3 separate regions of the Gossypium hirsutum genome follow, and all the other regions are linked to region 2. The links are chromatin contacts, called in public Hi-C maps. All regions are on one chromosome and are shown on one strand. The core of a region is the stretch at or near the end of the contact, and the rest is flanking DNA. Distances in the headings are between cores, read along the strand shown. Region 1 holds the start of LOC107963039 (disease resistance protein RUN1). Region 2 holds the start of LOC107961885 (dormancy-associated protein homolog 3). Region 3 holds the start of LOC107962536 (disease resistance protein RPV1).

Region 1 (4,401 bases), core at 1,067-3,566, 820 kb after region 2:
ATTTAACTCAATAAATATATACAAATAAGTGGTTATAATAATGTATGTTATGCCTAATGAAACTCTCAAACCTCCTGTAAGGTCCATGTGTTTTGTACCAAAAAGCATAATAGTGATAAATGGAATGACTGCAAGATTCAAATTGAACCTAAAATCTACTGAATGTCACCTCTTAAAACATAACGTTAACCAATTGAATTCGAGTCGGAATATATATAATGCAATTTCAATGTAATGACTTACAGTGTTTTTTGTTAGCACATGATAAACATCTCTTTCCTCCCACAACCTGCAACGTTTTCCAGGTTCATCGATAGATTTTTCCCTAACAATTTGTCTTCCCATTGTTTGTATCAGGTTATGCATCCACAAATACTTGTCTTCATGAACTTTTATGAGAGATTTCTTAATGAGAACATCTATTCCAATATCTGAGAAAAACTCACAACCATCCAATACTTTCATTACAAAATCTTTCTCCTCCCCGTTGAAGAAGCATGCTATGTCTAGAAATATATTCTTCTCCCTTTCTTCCAATCCATCAAAGCTGATTCGAAGTGTATTGAGAATTTCTTTGTTAGAATCTCCTTTAAGCCTTTCGACTGCACTTCTCCATTGAGCTACATCTCTACCGTACAAAAAAGAACCCAAAACTTCAAGAGCTAAGGGGAGACCACCAGCATAACGTACAACATGTTCAGAAAGCTTAATGAAATCATCTTTTGGCACTATATCACTAGGAAAAGCTTTCAAATTGAAAAGTCTAAGTGCATCATCAGGATTCAATGTTGCAGGCTTATACACACCATCGACTCCATAAGATCGGAGCAAATGTTCATCTCTTGTTGTTACAATGATTCGACTCCCTAAACCGAACCAATTACACCTTCCAACCAAGCATTTCAAGTGTTGTAAGTTATCAACATCATCAAGAATAACAAGAACTTTTTTATGAGACAACTTGTGGCTAATTATGGCATTCCCTTCATGAACATTGAAAAAATTGAAGCATTCATCTGGCAAGATTTGAGAAAGAAGTTGTTTTTGTAAAGAAACAAGTCCACATTTGTTTGAAGCTTCTCGAACATCAGCAAGAAAGCTTTTACCTTCAAAATGAGGAGACATTTGAGTGTAAACGACCCTTGCAAGAGTTGTTTTACCAATACCACCCATTCCACAAATTCCTATAATGCGGACATCGTCTTCCCCAATGTTTATTTTCGGATACAACTCCTCCAAATGTAAACTAATTCCAACCAACTCATCATGAACAACCGGATATGTCTGACATAATTTCGCTGATATCTTCTTAACAATGTCTCCAATAAATTCCATTTCATGTCTACAAAGAAATATAATTTTGTTGATATCTTTCAAATGCTCTTTTTTTCTATTTCAATGAACAATATAGTTTAGAAGCAAACAAAAAGCAAGATGACACAACTTGCTCTTTAGTAGAAAAATTGAACTTTACAATTAAACACATGTAATCCCCTGATGCCATTAAAACTAGAAAAGAAAGAATACCTGTTATTTAAATGCCATCCCCTGATGCTAGCCACTTCAGTCAAAGCATCTCGCCACCTTTGGAGCTTTTCTTTATCTTCCTTGTATCTCTCTTCGTGTTTGGCAAAGGCTTCATCAACTTTACCTTTCTGTTTTTTAAAATCAGATGGATCAACATTGTAAAAAATTGGAAAAACTTTATGGCCGTCGTTGTTATGTTGTTTAACAATCTCAGCAAGCTCCTCCAAGCAACAACTTGAAAAGGCATAAGTTTCAGAGAAAACGATTATCGAGCACCATGATTGCTGAACTGCTTTGAGAATTCCTGGTGTGATCTCTTCACCCGCCTCCAGCTTTAGATCATCTTTGAAAGTGACAATCCCACTTCTCCTTAGAGCATGATAGAGATGATCCGTGAAGTTCCTGCGGGTATCTTCACCTCTAAAACTCAAGAAAACATCATATTTCTTCCTAGAAATGGATGAGGGAATTGAAGCTATCGACATCATGACAATGTATCAGAAGAAATTTGCCGCTCAAAATCAGAGAACAAAACGCCCAATACCCAGAAAGAAACCAGCAACAATTAGTATGTATAAGCAACGAGAAAGCGAAAAACAGTTCAAATGTCCAGGGAAGAAAAAAGTTTTGTAAGCAAAAGTTCTCAATACATTTCTCACCTTCCCTTTTTCCAAGAAAAAAACGCGTAGCAGTGGAAAGTGGGGTCATAGACGTGATATGATGTGTTTTTCTACGAAGAAACCAAGAAGGTGAGAGTTCACAAAGAGGAACCTACTTTCATTAAAGTGTTTGACGGTTTGTCTTTTTTTATTACAAACAATACTAAGTAAAGATATAATGTTTCTTCCGTATTAAAAAACAAAAAAGAATTAAATATTATGAATATTGCCTTTTCAATTATTTATTTTATGTTATGGAAACGTAATTTTAATAATTTTTTATTTTAAATTTAAACTTTAAACTCAAATCTCGACCCCAAAATTTTAAATCTAAACCTTAAACTCAAAATCTCAAACATGAATATGAACTTTAAACTCGAAATTTTAAACTTCAAACTCAAAACATATTCAATATTTAAGATTTTAAGTTCGGGATTCAGGATTCAAATTTAAGTTCGAATTTATGATTTAAGGTTTGAGATTTAAAGTTTAAAGTTTAAATTTAGAATTCTAAGTTTAAGATTTCATTGTTTTGAGTTTGAAGTTCAAAATTTATAGTTCAGGGTAAAAAAAAGTTATCAAAATTACATACCAGAAAAATTATTGAAATATCATTATATAATTAAAAAGAGGTGATATGATGAGAAAATGTTCATAAAATAATTTTTCATCTCCTGTCCAATAATTCAAAACTGATGCTGAAAAAACTGGTAAAAAGAAAAAGGGTTGAATGGCTAATAGAACCGTTTTCTTCTATTTTAATAATTTTATAAATTTTTTAATAATTTATTTAATAATCTTGCCTTTTGCAGGTTTCTGTAGAGACCAAAGTGAAAAGCAGATAGTATCACAGTTTCAATGCAGGCCTGAGGATTAAATATTTTAACATCGCAATCAAATCATTTTCACCAATAATCATTGCAAGAACATTTTCCATCAACAAAGTGATGGAAACGGTTAGCATCTCTTACGATAATCTCCCTCTTTACCACCTTTGATATATATTTAGTCACTGTATGGCAATCACCACATACACGGAGGTTCTTACTGATCCTTATCAAGCTTCCTGCCGGTGTATGTAAAAGTCCGAAAGCGATAGCTAACCTCTCACTATGCCTCCACAGTGATTTGATCTTCATCGCCTCATCTACGTCACGAAGAACACAACTTGTATCCGGTACATAACCTAAAGCTTCAAGTTCTGATTTCAAGTTCTCGAGAATCCGATCAATTTCGACCGAGTTCGGATGTGAATCTTCACCAGCGAAAAACGCATGGAGCTGTTTTCCAACTTCAATCAGGCTGCATCCTGGTGTTTTTTTCAGTCCGCGTCCCCTCATGAAACCTCGAATATGATCTACTGCATCCCATCTCCTTGCTTCAGCATATATGTTTGATAACATGATGTAAATACCCGGGTTTGTTGCGTCCAAACTTAATAAATAGTCTGCAGCTTTTATGCCGATATCAATGTTCTTGTGCATTCTACAACCATTTAGCAATGCTTCGAAAACTTCACGGCTCGATTGAAAGGGCATTTGATTGATCAATACCTCCGCTTCTTCGATATGTCCTGCTCTGCTAAGAAGATCGACATAGCAAGCATAATGCTTCTCATTAGCCCTGATGTTATGGTCGCTTTCCATGCTCAGAAACAATCTTCTTCCTTGGTCCACGAGCCCTGAGTGACTACAAGCGGATAGAAGAGAGACAAATGTAGTTTTATTCGGCTTGAGTCCCTCATCTAACATTCGGTGATAGAGATCAAGAGCTTTGTGTCCTTGACCATGCATGCCATAGCCTGTGATCATAGAATTCCATGATATAACATCTTTAAGAAAGGACACATCTTCGAATAACCTCTCAGCATAGTTAATGTTTCCACACTTGGCATACATATCAATCAAGGCTGTCCTGTTAACTACGTCGAAAGCATAACCATGCCGTAACAATCGAGCATGCACACTCCTTCCTTTCTTCAATGAACCCAAGTGTGCACAACAGTGGACTAAACTAACCAAAGTTGTAGAATTTGCAGTGCCTCCCTCTTCTTGCATCTTACCAAATAATCTTATGGCATCTTCGGCGTGGCCATTTTGTGCTAATCCGACAAGCATAGCAGTCCATGTAATCACATTTCGATTCTTCATCCTATCAAACACAAAAGTTGCCTCCTTTAAGGCACCACACTTGGAATACAAATCTACTAATGCTG
Region 2 (4,345 bases), core at 1,536-4,035:
TCAATAGTTGGTTTTTGTTGGTTTCTTGGAGGCAAGCCCTTGCTTGGAGTTCCAAGAAGCAAGGAGTTGTCGCTCATTCTTCGGCAAAAGCAGAGTTTCAAAGCTTGGCGAATGCTATCAGTGAAGTGGTTTGGATTAAATCATTTTTGATTGAGTTAAGAGTTACTTTAACTCAAGCACCTGTTATTTAGTGTGTCAACACCAATGCTATTGCACACTACACCAATCCAGTGCATCATGCAAGGATGAAACCGTAGAACTTTACCCGTGCTTTGTTTGGGAAAAGGTGGTGGGTGGTTCAATTCAAGTGGCCGATGCTCTAAGCCACTCTCTGCTACATTTTTCATTAGGCTACGTCAAAAGTTAGGCGTCAGCTCTCCGTTGAAGGTTGCAGGTTTTTCAACACATCTTGGAGACGAGGAAGAGCGGGAAGAGTAATAGAGATTCAACAATTTTTCCAGAAAGTGGTTAATCATCAACGATTCTCGTTATAAGCAATTCTACCTGTAACTACTATCTGAAAAGATTCTCAGTCTCTTCTTGTAAACTTTCTCGTTTGTTTCTTGATTTCTGTCAATTAGTGACTCGAAAACTGTAAATAAAAAACAGAATAAAAACATTTTTCAGATCATGAGTAGGAAAAACCGACATTGAAACATTAGTTCGAACAAGTTCGAAGAAGAAAAAAAATGAATTACAAGCTCTCCACATATAGCAAAATCCTCTACGTATGCACATACACATATATATTATAATTTACAGATTCTGAACACCATTGACACATTACAAATATATGCAAAAAGAGAAAAAGGCAAGCCCAGCTTCGAGGTTCATTTGCAGGCGAGAGAGCTCACAACTCACACGTCCTAAGGAGGATGAGGGCTCCTTGCTCCAACCTCGCCGGCCTTCTCGTACGCATCCGAATCGATCTTCTCCGGAACTGATACGATTCTTTGCTACCTAAACAAAACATTTCATCCACGTTAACAACTTCATATATCTAATTATCAACTGATTTAAGTATCCATTATTAAAGGGGATCAGTATCTACTTTGGAGTGTCTCACTCCATCAATAGTAAATATATTGCTTTTGCAATGTTTATGCTCGGTTTTAATTTTGGATTTTTGTATCTCTACTCCAAAGCTAACCAAGTGGTAGTGTTCTTGCTCACCGAGACCTTTTAGGGGCATGAAGACTAACCACATTAAGGCCAAAATGATGAAACATTTTCTTGGTGGATCTAGGCACTACTACCCAAACTCTATGAACTTTTTTGGGCACTACTCGGAGTAAAGAGACAAAAACACAAGACTGAAATCGAGCATAAATACCTCGAGAACAATACTTCCATCGTTGAGGGAATGAAATATTTCAAATCAAATACTCGTCTTCAACGATCTTAATAAACAGTAAAATAAACTCTAATTAATGAAATTAAAACAATAGTGACGAGATTAAAGCTTGAGCTTAATAGTGTCAACTTTAAAGGGTAAAAATATGCTATCTAAGTACTTATACTTTTACTATATTTGAAATGGTCAAACTCACAAAAAAAAACTAATAATAATGATTTATATCTTAAATATATAAATACAGGATAAATCTCAAAATTATACGTCAACTTTAATTTAATATGTAATTTAATATATGAACTTTCATTTAGTACAATTATATACAAGAAATTTTTATTGTGATTTAAATATATACACGCAAACTTTCATTTTAATTCAATTATACACATTTAAAGAAATAAATACATCAGATTATTTTTATATTAGATAAATATAATTATTTATATATTAATAATTGTATTAATTATTTATGAGAATTAAATCAAATAAAAAAATTCATATATAAAATTATACAAAATCAAAGTTAATGCATAAAATTACACATTACATATACAAACAAATACATGTTAATCTGTCAACGAGGACAAATTTGTCTAACTAAAACAGAAATTATAATAATGATTTTAATTTGGCATCCATTATCCATTGAGGAAAATGATACAAATCCGTTAAATGACATATTTACCCTCCTAAAGTCCACCAATCAGACAAAAAGTTAATTTGACAGAACACAACTTCTAACCCTTCTTAGACGTAGAACTTGAGATTTAAGAAATAAATAAGTAAAGAAATTCGGCAATGAGTTAAAAATATTTTTAAAAAAATTTACCGGCAAAAGGAGATACCGGAGGAGTCGTTCCGGCCGGCGAAACAGGAGGTGAACCGGTCTGATAACCCGGTGGTTTTACGATCATAATAGTACGTGTCACTCTCGTCGCTTCCTCCAACGACGTTTCATCACCGTTTGATCTCACACTCCCGCCATCAGATTCTGATCATTAAATCGCCAAAAACCAATTGAAAATATATCAATACGAAAAAAACGACTAGAATTCTTAAATCTTCTCATAAAATAATTAAAATATTTCATCTCGCAACAAATTTTCGCTTTATTTTAAAAGCTCTTCGCCAGTTGGATTTTTTAACAAATTTAAATTACTTATCAGTGACATATAATTTTTGCTTTTCAATACGACTAAAGTGAGCCGCTATCACTGACGTGAAAATAGCGAGCGTTAAGCGTACCCTTAGCGGAGTTAGGCCAGAAAGTAAATTTGGATTGCTTTCGGAGCTTGCCGAGGCCGGTATCCGGTCGGGGACCGGCGACGGAATCGTCCCATAACTGGCCAAGTAGTCCCATATGATCGGAATCGTAGCAGGAGAACAGCGTGTCCTAAGATCTTTCTTGTTTTAATGAAAGTAACTCAGAAGAAGATATTTAACGACAAAATGAAAGGGTGTTAAAGGTCGAACAAGTTGGGATAAACATGGATCGTTGATCTTGGATCTGAGGAGGGGAAAGGGATGACGTGGCGAATGGATCGATAAGAACGCAGTTTGGGATAAGAATAAGATCAAGTGTGACGACTGGGACCAAAAAACTTGCATAATTTTGGAGGTCACGTGACTAGATCATCATTTTCTCTTATGAAGGTTGAAAGATCAAACATAAAAGGATAGCTCAATGCAAACAATTCCTCCTAACTAAAAGTATCCGCTCGACAAAGTGCATATTACGCTTCACGAGATTCCGACGGATAGTATAGAGGTGATTTAGATTATTCAAGTAGCTTTTCCGAAGTTTTCAAATTTAACACTTATCAGAAGTATTTAATAAATATTATCGAAAATAGATCAATAAAAAATAATATATATTCCTTTAAAAGATAATACAAACGTCGATCATATCACTAAATTGACTTTCAATAGGGATAAGAATATGTAGTTATTTGCAAAGATTTCATAAAGTATTGATAGTTTAATCTAAATATTGTATTGGCTAATCTTTTCACTAAAAAAAAACATTCACAAAGTACACTTCTCCACCTCATTGGAAATCATGTAGATGAGTCAGAATTAAATTATATATTTTTACGATAGTAAAAATATAATTTTACTATTTTAATAGTTTATATCTTTAAAATTTTAAAAAAATTAAATTTTTTTATTATTTTTAAGAGAATTAAAGTACAATTTTATTATTATTAACATAAACATGTGAGACAAATATCAAATCAAAATATTGGAAAATAATATTCATATTAAATTAAATATGTTGACATGTGATAGATAAAATGATCAAATCAAAATATTCGAAAAAATTAAAAATAATATTTCTGTGACTTTTTCTGTTGTTTCCATGACTTTTTTGTGTACTGCACATTTCATACAATTAGAATAAAGTTTTGAAAATGATATTCATATGAATTATGTTGGACCTATTGTGGATAAAATTATCAAATCAAAATATTTGAAAATTCCAAAAATTGTATTTCTGTGACTACTTTTTGTTGTTTTCATGATTTTCTTTTTGTGTACTATACATTTCATATAATTAAAATAAAGTTTTGAAAATTATATTCATATTAATTATGTTGACCTATGATAGATATGAGAAAAGATTGTATGAATTGTAATTTCACATCATCCTTATTATTTTCTAATAAGAAAATGACAACTTAGACTTCTATTCCTAATATTTAGCATTTTTAGTTGAATTTGATTTTTTAAAATGAGGAAAAAGCTGAAAATCAAGAGGAAAAGTCTAGTTTGTCATTCTGCTATTAAAAAGGGATAAGGATGACGTGGAATCACAGTTTCATACAATTCCTTCTCGATAGATATAATGGTCTAATTTTTAGGTGAATCAATTTATATTTTTTAAAATTATTTAAAATTAAAATTGAATTTTTGACAAAATATAAGATCAATTAAAACACAACACAAATATATGAGAAATAATCAAAACATGTCCAACATAGAAAACAATAT
Region 3 (4,187 bases), core at 1,187-3,686, 520 kb after region 2:
TCATCTTCCCCAATGTCTATTTTTGAATACAACTCCTCCAAATGTAAACTAATTCCAACCAACTCATCAGGAACAACAGGATAGGTCTGACATAATTTCGCTGATATCTTCTTAACAATATCTTCAATAAATTCTGATTCATGCCTATAAAAAAATATCATTTAATTCTTTTAAAAAATTTGTTGCATCATAATATAGTGTGGAGCAAACAAAAAGCAAGAATAAGAAAGCGAGATCTGTTACCACATCAAAATGCACAACTTTCTCTTTAGTTGAAATATTGAACTTTACAATTAAATATGTAGCAACTATATTTTGCTTGGGTAAAGCTAAAATTGAGTTCGAATTTTATATTTTTTAAATCTTATTATTTCTTATTATTGTAATTTTATTATTAATTAGAATTATAGCTATTATTTATTAATAAAAGGGAAAGGAAAGAGTTAAAAGAGAGAGAGAGAGAGAGAGAGAGAGAGAGAACTAAAACAAGACACACCCAGCGACAGGGTGAGCCAATAGAAAGACAGAAATAAAACAAAGAAATTATTTGCATGCCTAAAATAGTTACATTTCGTTGTTAGGTATGTTTTTAGAAAACGAGGGAATATTCTAGAGCCATAATAATTTATGAGTTACGGTCGAAATATTTAGTAATTATTTATCGTAGAAGAATACTCTTTTCCATTAATAATCAAAGTGATTGTTTTAAAAGTTTTTAATCATGAATTTTTATGGGGTTGTAGCTCGAATTTTTGTTTTAAAATAAATTCATTTTATTCATAATAAAATTATTTTATAACAAGAATTATTTTTAAATATTAAATATAAATTTAAGAATAGCACATGATTACATGATACCTTTTATCACATGTAACTGTACAATCAATTTTAAAATTTTATTAAAGGTTCCACCAAAAAAATAAAAAATTATATATTCTTAAGTGGGCAATCACACCTAACTAAAACAATTGAGTGGTGACCAAAAAAATAGTCTAGCGGACCTGAATACTGTTTCGACAAAACACATATATAGGAATATCCAAAAAAAATAACAATCTTGTTAGACACTAAAACTAGAAAATAGAGAAGAAAGAATGACCTGTTATTTAAATGCCATCCCTTGATGTTAGCCACTTCCCTCAAAGCATTTCCCCACCTTTGGATCTTTTCTCTATCTTCCTTATATCTCTCTTGATGTTTTGCAAACGCTTCTTCAACTTTTCCCTTCTGTTTTCTTAAATCGGATGGATCTACATTGTAGAATATTGGAAATACTTTATGTTCCTTATCCTTTTTTTGTTTAACTATCTCAGCAAGCTCCTCCAAGCACCAACTTGAAAAGGCATAGGTTTTTGAAAAAACGATGATCGAGCACCATGATTGTTGAATTGCTTTAAAGAGTTCAGGTGCGATCTCTTCACCCGCCTCCAACTTTGGATCATCTCTAAAGGTGACAATCCCACGCCTCGTTAGAGCTTCGTAGAGATGATCTGTGAAGTTTTTGCGAGTATCTTCACCTCTAAAACTCAAGAAAACATCATATTCCTTTTTAGAAATGGACGATGGAGTTGAAGGTAACGACAACATGAGGATATATGAGAAGAAAAAGATACCTCAATCTAGTGCTCAAAATCAGAAAATAGTTCGCTCAATACCACAGAAAGAAACTGGGAACAAGGGGTTGATGAGGATAAGAAAGAGAAAAGCAGATCTACAAATAGATGAGGGATGATGTTCTTTCCAAGAAGGTGAGGGTTGATTTTACGCCGGGTATATATAATAGTGCTGTTGTTAAATTATTTTTATGCAATTATTGAATGAAGGAATCATAATTTCAAGGCTAGTTTAATTAATCGTAAGTAAGAAATAAAAATGTTGGAGGGTTTGTATTTTACGTACTTAACAAAAAGAGTGGGGTTGTTAGGGAAAAATAATAATTAAAAACATGTGATGCAAACGTATTGGCTGATTTTATATCCGATATATATAATAGTGCTCTTGTTAAATTATTTGTATGCAATTATTAAATGAAGTTTAATTAAAAATGTTGGATCCAAACAGAGAACCTAATATAATATAAGGGGCTAAGCATGAAATTAACCCATTAATTTCCCAATTCATTCTCTAAAAAGCTGAAGAGGCTGCAGAGAGCGGAGCAACACCGGTGGAGTTTGTAAAGCCAAAGACTATCTATCCTTCCTTTTGCTAATTAACAGCCCACTATTCGATGATGGCGCTCTTCTCAGGCGGCTATCACTTTGTTCTTTCTAATTATCGGCAAACGACTGGCATCAAAAACCCCCATCCCCGTCTTCATTCAAAACATCTTCGCAGCTTAAACTTGGATTTTGCTTTGCACCAGAAAGCCAGAATTAGTAATACTATTGTGAGTGGCAACACCAAAAACTGCACTGCCACCTTCAATCTGATTTGGCTTATGATACCGTCTCTAAATATCAAGTTTTGGATACATCTGTTTAAAAAAATAATCATCTTCGTTTTTCTAAACGATGTGGGGTTAAATTAAAATAGTCATTTTAAGGGTGAAAAACAGAGGCGGATACTGAGGATGGCAGAATTTCCAGAACATAGAATATTGCCTTTATTTTATGAATTTTGATGAAAGTTGGTGAAATATTTAAAAATGATATATGTGTAGTTTTATTCGAATATGGCTAAAGTGTAAAAATCTCATATCGGATGAACGATAATGCGACATAAATTCAACAAATTAGTAAAGCATAAAAATAATGATAATAAAACAAAATAACAATACGCATAATTTAACAACATTAATAATAAAAAATGATGAAAACGATAATAATAATAATAATAATAATACCAACAACGAAAATAATAATAATAATAATAATAATAATAATAATAATAACGTAAGTAAATACGAAAAGGAAATATATAATGTAATATAAATTAATTAGTTTAATAATATGATGATAATAATAGTGATAATACAATAACAATAATAAAGTGGAAAATAAATAATAATAATACATTAAGAATAATAATAATATACTAATAATAACAATAATAGAAAATAATAATAAAAATAATAAAAATACAAAAAATATTGAAAATAAAATAGCAAATTAAAATATAAATAAAATTAAGGGAGCAATTTGTAAATAAATACATAAATAATATTGGATAGTAAAAAAAACATACTCAATAAAAAATAAAATAAACAAAGAATAAATAAATAATGAATTGGCAAATAAATAGATTTATTAAAAAAGGGACTTAATCGGGATAAAAATGAAATTAAAGGTAAAAACTATAATAAAATAAATAAATAGGGACCAAAATGAAATAAAAACAAAAAACGAGGGGCAAAATTTAAAGAAAAGAACAAAATAGGACCAAAATTAGATGTGCGAACGAAGGCGGGGACCGATTAGGGAATTATCCCTATTCCCCAAACGACACCATTTCAGATGTCGACCTCTTCAAACGGTCTTAGGGCCAAAGTGAAAACGAACTAAAATTAAAGGAAAAAATTTTAAAGAAATAAAATAGAATTGGACTAAGTTGAAAAAGATTGAAAAAACAGAGGGATCAACAGTGTAGATAACCCATTATTAGAGAAAACACGTGGATCCCCTGAGCAATGGATCAAGTCGACCCGTTTCGCGTCAAAACGACGCCGCTTAGCGCCTGGGATGCTAAATCAAAACGACGCCATTTCTTGTTGTTATAAAAACCTAAATTTTTTTTTCAATCTCTCATTTCAACCCTAACTCTAAAAAAAACTAAAAGCTTTCCCCTTTTCTCTCCTTTCTCCCTTCTTCTCCGGCCAATATGGTCATCGTCCAACCACCATGGCTGTTGGCCTCCAGCGTTGGTGGCCGCCGTATATGGTGGTCGGAGTAATACGAAAAGAGGTCTTTTTGACCGTTTGGTTCTCCCCAACCCTGATTTAAAACCTAAAATTCTAGAAAAAGCCTTTTAAAAGTAAAATAAAACAAACAAACCCTTGGTTCCCCTCTCCGATCTCAGAAAGGTAACTTTTTTTCTTTGAATATCTATATATGCATGTTCTTTATTCGAAAATAAACTTGCAAAGGAAATAAAAGAACAGAACGAAAGACCACCTTGATTCTTTTTTTATCCGATTGCTATTTTTTTTGTGTCTCCTTCTAAAAAAATTACAATGAAAAATGTTTATGGCT

Evidence for each region. Hi-C and Micro-C count contacts between places; a contact is called where the count stands out from the background.
Region 1: a Hi-C map of leaf shows a contact between it and region 2, with 1.6 times the contacts expected there. The contact joins the promoter of LOC107963039 here to the promoter of LOC107961885 in region 2. A contact is called at or near these places in 2 of 34 Hi-C or Micro-C datasets (both in leaf).
Region 3: a contact with region 2 is called in a Hi-C map of leaf, with 2.8 times the contacts expected there. The contact joins the promoter of LOC107962536 here to the promoter of LOC107961885 in region 2. A contact is called at or near these places in 2 of 34 Hi-C or Micro-C datasets (callus and leaf).

The regions. Positions count from the first base shown.
Region 1 is chrA11:119,499,902-119,504,302 of Gossypium_hirsutum_v2.1, reverse strand. It overlaps LOC107963039 (disease resistance protein RUN1), which reads right to left and starts at 2,316. Exons shown (of 8, transcript XR_001701863.2): 1 at 1,528-2,316; 2 at 244-1,342. It overlaps LOC107963029 (pentatricopeptide repeat-containing protein At3g12770), which reads right to left. Exons shown (of 1, transcript XM_016899631.2): 1 at 2,913-4,401. The coding sequence ends at 3,092.
Region 2 is chrA11:120,323,162-120,327,506 of Gossypium_hirsutum_v2.1, reverse strand. It overlaps LOC107961885 (dormancy-associated protein homolog 3), which reads right to left and starts at 2,785. Exons shown (of 3, transcript XM_016898066.2): 1 at 2,600-2,785; 2 at 2,200-2,345; 3 at 636-956. The coding sequence starts at 2,714. The coding sequence ends at 867.
Region 3 is chrA11:119,799,855-119,804,041 of Gossypium_hirsutum_v2.1, reverse strand. It overlaps LOC107962536 (disease resistance protein RPV1), which reads right to left and starts at 2,436. Exons shown (of 8, transcript XR_001701662.2): 1 at 1,100-2,436; 2 at 1-144. LOC107963149 (a long non-coding RNA gene) reads left to right here and starts at 3,360. Exons shown (of 2, transcript XR_001701869.2): 1 at 3,360-4,018.